2 separate regions of the Pan troglodytes genome follow, and region 2 is linked to region 1. The links are chromatin contacts, called in public HiChIP or PLAC-seq maps. All regions are on one chromosome and are shown on one strand. The core of a region is the stretch at or near the end of the contact, and the rest is flanking DNA. Distances in the headings are between cores, read along the strand shown. Region 1 holds the start of SLC38A9 (solute carrier family 38 member 9). Region 2 holds the start of CCNO (cyclin O).

Region 1 (4,714 bases), core at 664-3,163:
TCTATCTTAACACGAAGTTTGTAGTTGTTTATGAGGCAGAGAGATTTTTCTCAAGTTAGGACATGGGTAATTTTGACCTATTGAAATTTTTTTGTTTAGTTTTTGTTTTTGTTTTTTTTTGAGACGGAGCCTCACTCTGTCACCAGGCTGGAGTGCGGTTGCACGATCTCAGCTCACTGCAACCTCCGCCTCCTGGGTTCAAGCGATTCTCCTGCCTCAGCCTCCTGAGTAGCTGGGACTACAGGCATGTGCCACCACACCTGGCTAATTTTGGTATTTTTTTTTAGTAGAGACGGGGTTTCACCATATTGGCCAGGATAGTCTTGATCTCTTGACCTCATGATCTGCCTGCCTCAGCCTCCCAAAGTGCTGGGATTACAGGTGTGAGCCACGGCACCTGGCCGAAACGTTTTTAAAAAATCTTTCTCCTCAGCAGCTGCCTATCCTACATATGTCAGATCTTTGTCATGTCTGAAGGTATTAAAAAGAAAAAAGAGGCTGGGCGCAGTGGCCCACGCCTGTAATCCCAGCACTTTGGGAGGCCAAGGCAGGCGGATCACTTGAGATCAGGAGTTCAAGACCAGCCTGGCCAACATGGTGAAACCCCGTTTCTACTAAAAATACAAAAATTAGCGGGGCGTGGTGGCGGGCAGCTGTAATCCTAGCTACTCAGGAGGGTGAGGCACGAGAATCGCTTGAACCAGGGAGGCGGAGGTTGCAGTGAGCCGAGATCACTCCACTGCACTCCAGCCTGGGCGACAGAGCGAGACTCTTGTCTGAAAAAAAAAAAAAAGAAAGAAAAGAAAAGAAAAAAGAAAACAAGGTGGAGGTACAACTTACAACTTATAGTGTGCTCATCTACAGAGCACGGCAATGGATAAGACACTGCCTGGGAGTCATGACAATTAGGTGTTGGTCGAGTTTGCCATTAAATGGTTACCTGGTGTTGAGTGGGTTTCTCCAACTCGGTGGACCTCAGTTTCCTTCTCTGTAAAATGAGGTGAATGCGCTTGACTAGCTGCTCTCAAACCCCTCTTCCAGCTTTACTATGCTGAGATGTCAAGCTACCCACTATCAACACACTCACTCTCACAACTGAGTCGTGTGAAAAGCGTGGCGAGGGCTTACCAGTCATGGCCCTTACCCCATCTGTGGTCCTAGCTCAAGGCCCAAAGGGGGTTCCTCCCTCATGTTCCCCCTCTAGATGTCCCCAACTCGGGATGGAGAAAGGTGCTCCCAGCCGTGATCGCGCCACCTCACTCAAGCCCAAGCGACGGAGCAAGACCCTATCTCAAGAGAGAGAAAGAAGGGTGCTCCCATTCCTGCAAGTCCCACAATTCTCTTACTCCCTCCTTCTCTCACCCGAGGGTCAGGGTGTTCATTTACCCCAACCCTATCTTTTCTCTAAGGCTCCAGCTGACACCGACTCCCATAGACACTCGGATTCCCTCAGACCCCAAGGGACTCCTGACTTTCTTTCCCTGAGCCCTTGAGGAGCGCGCGCCGTGCCTCCGGAGCAGTCTCCGCGGCTCCAGGCTATGGCCTCCCTGAGCCCCAAAAGAAGAGACGGTTCCGATGCGCTGCAAAGAACTATCCCAGGTGACAGCCGGCTTCGCCCCAACCTCAACCCTTCCCGCCGCCTTCCCTCGGATACCTTCCCACCTCCCCGAGGGGCGAGTTTGCTAGACGTGGGAACGTGATCTACCTGAGCAGGCCAAGCCTTCAACCTCGGAGAACTAGACGAGAAGATAAAGATTCCCTTCCCAAATTCTCGCAATTTGCGACCGCGGGGCTCCTAGTCCAAACAGGAAGCGGCAACAGCCTGGGTCGCAGGGGCCGGCGGGAGTTGGAGTTCTGAATGCGCCAAGCCCGCGGTCGCTGTCAAACCTCTCGCCGCTACGGACTACAACTCCCAGAGGGCTCTGCGACGGCCAGCACGCCCATCACCGCAGGGCCCAGCCCCGAGGCTTCAGGAGGCTGGGCAGCCGGCGCGCCCAGGTGGGCGAGTCCAGTCGGAACTGCAACCCCGAGTTTGCTCTAGTTCCTTGTCCCGGCTGGAGGCTGGGAGGGGTAGTAGAAAGAATGCAATCTCTTGCCATTCATAGAGCCCCGGAGGCCACGTGAGAAAACGCTGATGCGGCACCTCCATCGAGGGATCACCCCTCTTTTGGGCTTTCCTGGCGCGTGTTGTATGATCTGGTTACGACCTTGGACCCTACAGACACAAAGGGAAGCTGGTTTGAAAAAACTGTTGAGTTGGCATGCTCCCTCCGTCGTCTAGATATTTGGGTTTGTTTTTTTAAAATGTGTTTGCAAATTAGTCTCTAGGCTAAAAGGGGCTTTAGAAGGATTTTAGAGGCCCACCCCACATACCCAGCAATTTTCCCCAAAACCTCCCCAAGTAAACATACAGTCTAAGTAAAATTAATGTGCTTGTTATGAAAATCAGTTCAAGGTCAGTCCCTGAAAAGCATATGGCCACCCTAAGCTCTTCTTACAAAGGAAGCCAGTGGCTCTTTTTGTTTCTTTTTCTTTTTTCTTTTTAAACCAGAAGAAACAGTGTCTGTAATGCCAGAAAACTAAAAATTTAGGCCGGCTCCGTGGCTTATGCCTGTAATCTCAGCATTTTGAGAGGCTGAGGTGGGAGAATCACTTGAGGCCAGGAGTTGGAGACCAGTCTGGGCAACATAGGGAGACCCCATTTCTACAAAAGAATTTAAAAAATTAACTGGGCAGGGTGGCACCTGCCTGTAGTCAAGCTTACTTGGGATGCTGAGGCAGGAGGATCATTTGAGGCCAAGAGTTAAGGCTGCAGTGAGGTATGATGGTGCCACTGCACTGCAGCCTGGGTGACAGAGCAAGACCCTGTCTCAAAAACAAAACGAAACAAAACAAAAAACCTAAACTTGAAAATTCAAATTTAGGCTGGGTGCGGTGGCTCACACCTGTAATTGCAGCACTTTGGGAGGCTGAGGAGGGCAGATCACAAGGTCAGGAGTTTGAGACCAGCCTGACCAACATGGTGAAACCCATCTCTGCTAAAAATACAAAAATTAGCCAGGCGTGGTGGTGTGCACCTGTAATCCCAGCTACTCTGGAGGCTGAGGCAGGAGAATCGCTTGAATCCGGTAGGCGGAGGTTGCAATGAGCTAAGATTGTGCCACTGCACTCTGGCATGGGCGACAGAGCGAGACTCCATCTCTAAAATGAAATAAAATAAAAATTCAAATTTAACAAATAGCTAACATTGAATGCCAAGAATTTTATATGTATATCTTTTTAAGTCTTTACCACAGTTCTGGAAATGATAATATCTCTTTAAGTCTTTATCACAGCTCTAGAAATGTGTATTTTTCCTGTCTTACAGAAAAGGAAATAGTCCCAGAGAATTTAAGTGCCTTGTACAAGGCTAAACAACTACTAAGTGGCGGAAGATCTGGAATTCATACTAAGATCTTATCCCAAAGCCTGCGTGCTCTCAAACATTGCGTCTATTATGGAGGGCTTGACAAATGCAAGGCAAACGATTTAATGAATGTTGTCTTTAAGGGAGATAAAAGTTGTTTTGCTGATGGTATTCTTGTTCAAAAACTTTTTTAACTGCTCATTGGCCCTGCCTTCAAGTCAGGGCTGGTCAAGTAACACAAGTCAGTAATACATTCTTTTGATAGTTTCAGTGATAGCAACCTTTCTTTTTTTTCTGCATTCCAGGCTGAGAAAATAATTTCAAGCAAGGCTGGGAAACACAAAAGTAAATAGTATGAAATGATGTCAGCAAAAAATGGGAAAAAAGTAGGGAACTCGAAAATGAATAAGCTGGCAAAACTGTCAGGAGCACCTTTTTTGGAAACTCTGAAACTGATAAAAAAAAAACTCACAAAATCCAGGGGAACATGTAATGAAGAAAAAACTGCTGAATTTTGGTAAGAGAGTTCTGTGGTCATCTTCTACTCTCCAAGTTGTCAGTGGCCTTGAAGATGGCAGCCACATTCCTGGTGTGGGTTGCTGGCACCAGAGGGAGCACTATGGACCTTATCCTCAAGGAATTGTAGGTGTGTTTTGACCTCTCTGATGGTTTCCTGAAGGTTCAACTCAACGGCTTGCCTTTGTTTCACCTGCCTCAGAGCTTCCTCAGGGCTCAGGCAGCTTCCCAGGCAGTGTTTGTCAAAAACATTAAAGGCAAACAGCCAGTGTCACAGAAAGCAAGGTATGAAAGCCAGGACAAGCAATAAACAGACCAAAAATCCTGGGAAGGAAGAGGCTGGAGAAGGAGATAGTTGGGGGAATAAAGGCTTTGGAAAGCTTCATTTTATTCTGGGGAATCTAGAAGGCCATCGGCATGCCCTGGTCTGGATGCATACTCAGAGAAAAACCTAAGAACACCGTAAACTCTCACCTCTGACTGACCGTCAGCTTTCATGCAAGCAGGAAGTGAAGGCTAAGGTGGCGTTGTAAACTACCTCGTTAAGCATTGAAGGGGTGCCACAACACATAGCTAACTGGCAAAGACTGGGAGTGTTTTCTCACATTTTGGGCTTTTATCTTTTTATTTTTTGGTTTGAGACATTTAATAAAAGAAATAAACAACAACAACAAACTCTGGTGGGGAGTGGGAGAAGCAGATATCCATAATTACCATATTATATACAAAATGTCCAGTTTTCAACAAGAAAAAATTATGAGGCGTGCAAAGAAAAAAAGTATGGCTTATTTA
Region 2 (4,714 bases), core at 1,553-4,052, 480 kb before region 1:
TCAACCCCGCTTTGCGGCTTCCCGGGCCCCAGGCCCACCCTAGTATGACGCCCGGACTTTCCCCATCCCTTCCAGAGAGACAGCCGGGGCTCTGCCTCTCCACTGCTTCCACGTAAGTGACCTAGAGCGTACTTCCAGCGCAGTTGATCTAACTACTGTCCAACTAAAAAAAAAGCTTGGGAAATTTTGAAGGCTTTTTAGGAGACTAGACTAGAGGTGCCAAAAGAGCTATTTGGGACTGATTACAGCTATTAGTCTATTAGGCTATTTCTTTGGAAGCCGAGTGACAGGATTGTTCGTTTGTGGAGAAATTGTGAAGTTAAGGCTAAGGGATATATGCGTATGCAAATGTCTGATAAAATGAGTTCTGGGAACCCATCACTGAATCGTGCGCGCTGGAAAGACGGGCGGCCAGGGAGTGGCGGGGGAGTTTGGCTGCGTCCCCAGATGCCGCGTGTACCTGTTTGATACCCCAGGTACCTGTTTGCAAGCGATGAGCAAGGAGGTGACCCCAAGCAGCTGGAAGCAGTCTGCAGCCACCGGCGTGGTGGTGAGGAAGCGGTCCAGAGTGTTCACCGTCAGGCACAGCGACTCGAACGAGAGGCCGAATTGGCGGTGCACCGGGATCAGCCAGCTGAGCAGCTTACAGCGGGATTCCGCCGTCACCTGCCGGGAAGGAGGGGGGAGGCGGGCCCGCTGGGCTTAGGGTGGAGAGGGACTGTGGAAGGGAAGGAAGGGCCAAGAAGAATCGGGGAGCTTCCCAGGAGAGGGGCAAGAAGATTTCAGAAAGAGAAACGCAATGGAAACTGGGAAACGCGTGGGCCGTGCTGAGCCGGAACACCGGGATTGGGACCTGGCGCTGTGCAGAGAGCGTCGTACACATTACCTCGCGTAATGGGCTCAGCAATTCAAAGGAAGGGGAGGGGTTCCATTTTGCAGATGAAGAAAGAAGCTCAGGGGTGTTAAATAACTTGCCCGAGTTCGGTAGGAGTCCAGACTCAACCCAGAAACGAATTCCTCTCTACCGTGCCCCAGTAGCCAGCTTGGGACGGGGCAAGTCCCTCAAGCCGTCTACGCCCCACTTTTCTCCATCTGTAAAATGAGGCCGGTGACGCCCCTCCACGGCCCCTTGTGCTTCGACTCGGGGCGGGAGCTGGGCTGTCGCGGGCCCGGGCGCTCGGAGGGCCGAGCCGGCAGGAGAGGAGAGAGCCTGGGAGGAGAGGAAGAGCGGCGGCGTGGAGCTGGCTCTACCAGCACCTCACTTGTGGCTGCCGTGCCAGCGCCTCCCGCGGGTGGAAGTGGCTCTCCCGCGCCTTGCGGAAGGCGTAGCAGCTCTGGCCGTAGTCGCGGAAGGTCTGTAGATCTAGCTGCGCCACGGGCTGGGCCGGGCCGGGCAGGGGGCTACCACCCCGCGCCGCAGAGGGGCTGTCTGCGCCGTCTGAGCCGGAGCTGGGGGACTCGAACAGGTCGCAAATGCCGGAGTCTCCTGGGAGCGGGCACGGGTTCAGGGGATGCAGCGGCTGCTTCCTCCGGAGGCGCGGACGCCTGCTCTTCTTCACCGGGGCGCGAAGGTTCTGGTCGTTGTCCCGCCTCCCCGCTCGGGCGGCGGGGCTCGAGGGGCTGGTGGGACAGGGGGCCACCATGATGCGGCCGGGTGGCCGCTTTACTACCTTCAACGCCCGGGCTGCGGCGGGCAGCAAACGCGCACTCGAAAGTGCGAAGGAGGCCGGGCTCAGAGGCTGGCGCGGTCCTAAGTACCTGGCCGGCTCCTTCTCTCTACCACACCCCCGGCCTCTCACTGGCTGAGCCCAGAGCGGCACCGGAGCCGCGATTTTCCGGCTGGAGAACCACTCGCCTCAGGGCGCAGGCAGCGCGTCGCCTCCGCGGCCCGCCGGGGGGAGGGGGAGCTGCAGCGCGCGCCAGGCACCCGCCTTTCGCGCCTGCGTCCTGCGTTACCTGGGCAACCGGAGCCCGGGTCGCTGCGGCAGCCCGGGTCACTGCGGAGCCCGGCGCACGGAGTAGGGCTGCGGCGGGCGCAGCCAAGCGGCTCCGCTGCGCCGGTTAAAACATTCTCCCAGGGGGCATCTCTCTGTCCTTGGCCAGATGGTCTCGACACGTGCGGGCACCTCTAACCCAGGTCGGTAATTTTGTAAAGGTCTGATCCTGAGTTCCAAACGAAAGTCGGGCTAGAATTCTGTCGACACAGGAAAAGTTTTCTTCAGTGACCCAAACAAGCAATAGTGTTAATTCGGTTGCGTTTGTCGGTTTTGTTTCGGTGGGTACCGGAGTAGCCAGTGCCCTTCCTTCCGCCAGCCTCGGGGAGCAGAGCCTCAGAAGGGCCGTTTGTGCTGCGGAATAGATTGGAGCTCCACCAGCCAGCCACGGCTTTCGCGCTCAAAACAAAACGGAAAACTGCCGGATCAACCTCAGTCGGCAAGCAAGTCTGCAGGCCGTGAAGACTTTCTCCCACACTTTTCACCCCAAGCCAAGCAAGCTGGGGCTACAGCGGTTTAAGAACATTGTTGGAAAGTTGCATTTCGAGTTTGATCGAATTGCTCACAGCCTGTTCCGTTTTAGGTCATTAGCTTCTGGCCTTCTGCCCCGCCGGCAGCCCAGTCCTTGGTTTTTCCCTGCTTCCTGCGTCCGCTCCTTCAGGGTGATAAACTCAGGGAAATTAAAGCTGGAATGGGGACGCCCAGGCCGACCGGGCGTGGCAGTTTCCTCAAGGCGCCTCGGGTTTAGTCCACAGACTCCTGTCCTGGTAGAAGCTGGAGCCCTTCTGTGGCCTGAGTGAATCTTCCTGAGGGTCTCTGACCCTATAGGAGAAGGGGCTGCAGGAGCACAAGTAGCCCATAATCAACCTCACAGGCACTTAGCAACGGCAGAAAGCTCAGGTACCCTCAACCCTGGTGTTTTCCAGAGGCGAGGCTACTGGGTGCCAAACCAAGAGCAGGTTCAGCCACCTAACCTCATTCCAGAAGAAAGCTGATAAATGTGTCTGCTGAAAGTGCAAGTTTCTGTCTATGAAAATTTAGTAGATGGTGGGATGGTGTCTCCTAGAGATGCAGGTGAAAGAAAAGGAATGGATTTTGGGTTCTGACCACTGTTCCTCCTATTTCCCCATAACTCTGAGCAAGCTCTCTATTCTGCCCTAAATAATGTCATTTGGGCCGGGCGTGGTGGCTCACGACTGTAATCCCAGCACTTTGGAAGACCAGGGCAGGTGGATCACATGAGGTCAGGAGTTTGAGACCAGCCTGGCCAACATGGTGAAACCCCATCTCTACTAAAAATACAAAAATTAGCTGGGGGTGATAGCACACACCTGTAATCCCAGCTACTTGGGAGGCTGAGGCACGAGAATCGAGAATCGCCTGAACCTGGGAGGGGGAGGTTATAGTGAGCCAAGATCATGCCACTGCACTCCAGCCTGGGCAACACAGCAACACTCCGTCTCAAAAGAAAAATAAATAAATAAATAATCTCATCTCTAACATGGGAGACGAGCTAAGAAACACTGGGAGTGGTGCCAGGCCTTACTGTCTCTCAGACTATTGTTGGGAGGAGCAACATTATGGGAGGAGCAATTGAACCTGTGGAGAGGACTCAGATACCAGACTTCTTCCTAGAGAAGCTTTCTGGGTGAGAAGAAAGAATCCAGGAATTCTGATTTTTTCATATTGGCCCAGGTGGCTAGTGTGGTAAAGTGAAAAGAGCAGGAAGTCAACTCCTTTTTCCTTTTTTTTCTTTTTAAATTCTAATTATGCTTTCATCTATTTTTTTTTTCTTTTTGAGACAGAGTTTTGCTCTTGTTGCCCAGGCTGGAGTGCAATGGCATGATCTCAGCTCACCGCAACCTCTGCTTCCTGGGTTCAAGCGATTCTCCTGCCTCAGCCTCTCTAGTAGCTGGGATTACAGGCATGCGCCACCGTGCCTGGCTAATTTTGTATTTTTAGTAGAGACGGGGGTTTCTCCATATTAGGCTGGTCTTGAACTCCCAACCTCAGGTGATCCTCCCGCCTTGGCCTCCCAAAGTGCTGGGATTACAGGCGTGAGCCACCGTGCCCAGCCATCTATTTTTTTCTTTTTCTTTTTTTAAGACGGAGTCTCACTCTGTTGCCAGGCTGGAATGCAGTGGTGAGATCTGAGCTCACTGCAACCTCCGCCTCCCGAGTTCAAGTGATTCTTCTGCCTCAGCCTCCTGAGTAGCTGGGACTACAGGTGCACACCACCACACTCGGCTAATTTTTGTATTTTTAGTAGAGACCAGGTTTCACCATGTTGGCCAGGATGGTCTTGATCTCTTGACCTCGTGATCCACCTGCCTCAGCCTCCAGAAGTACTGGAATTACAGGCGTGAGCCACCATGCCTAGCCTATTTTTTCTTTTTTTTGAAAATCTAATTAGTGAAGTCAACTCCTGAGGGCAAAACTGTGGCTCTTTTATTGGTTATCTTAGGCAGGACATTTCCCCCTCTGAGTCTCCATTTCCTCATCTGTTAAATATGGATATTATTTGCCTTGAGGGTCAAGTAAAATAGATGTGAAAATTCAATGTCCTTTTTGAACGTAAAATAGTCGGGTCACCTTAAAGCTGTCATTGGGGAGTCAACAGTATTATCACACTGGAGCTATTCTTTTTGTTTGTTTGAGACGGAGTGTTGCCCTGTCCCCCAGGCTGGAGTGCAGTGGCATGATCTGGGGTCACTGCAACC

The links. HiChIP or PLAC-seq counts read pairs in DNA pulled down with a chosen protein or histone mark.
Region 2: an H3K4me3 HiChIP or PLAC-seq map of stem cell-derived excitatory neurons shows a contact between it and region 1, with 2.1 times the contacts expected there. The contact joins the promoter of CCNO here to the promoter of SLC38A9 in region 1. A contact is called at or near these places in 1 of 7 Hi-C or Micro-C datasets (stem cell-derived neural progenitor cells) and 1 of 1 datasets of contacts at active chromatin or transcription factors (stem cell-derived excitatory neurons).

What each region holds. Positions count from the first base shown.
Region 1 is chr4:58,936,691-58,941,404 of NHGRI_mPanTro3-v2.0_pri, reverse strand. It overlaps SLC38A9 (solute carrier family 38 member 9), which reads right to left and starts at 1,913. Exons shown (of 18, transcript XM_009449151.5): 1 at 1,706-1,913; 2 at 941-988.
Region 2 is chr4:59,419,339-59,424,052 of NHGRI_mPanTro3-v2.0_pri, reverse strand. CCNO (cyclin O) reads right to left here and starts at 2,802. Exons shown (of 3, transcript XM_001147153.6): 1 at 1,263-2,802; 2 at 481-666. The coding sequence starts at 1,643. It overlaps LOC107974739 (a long non-coding RNA gene), which reads left to right and starts at 1,968. Exons shown (of 7, transcript XR_010156925.1): 1 at 1,968-2,137.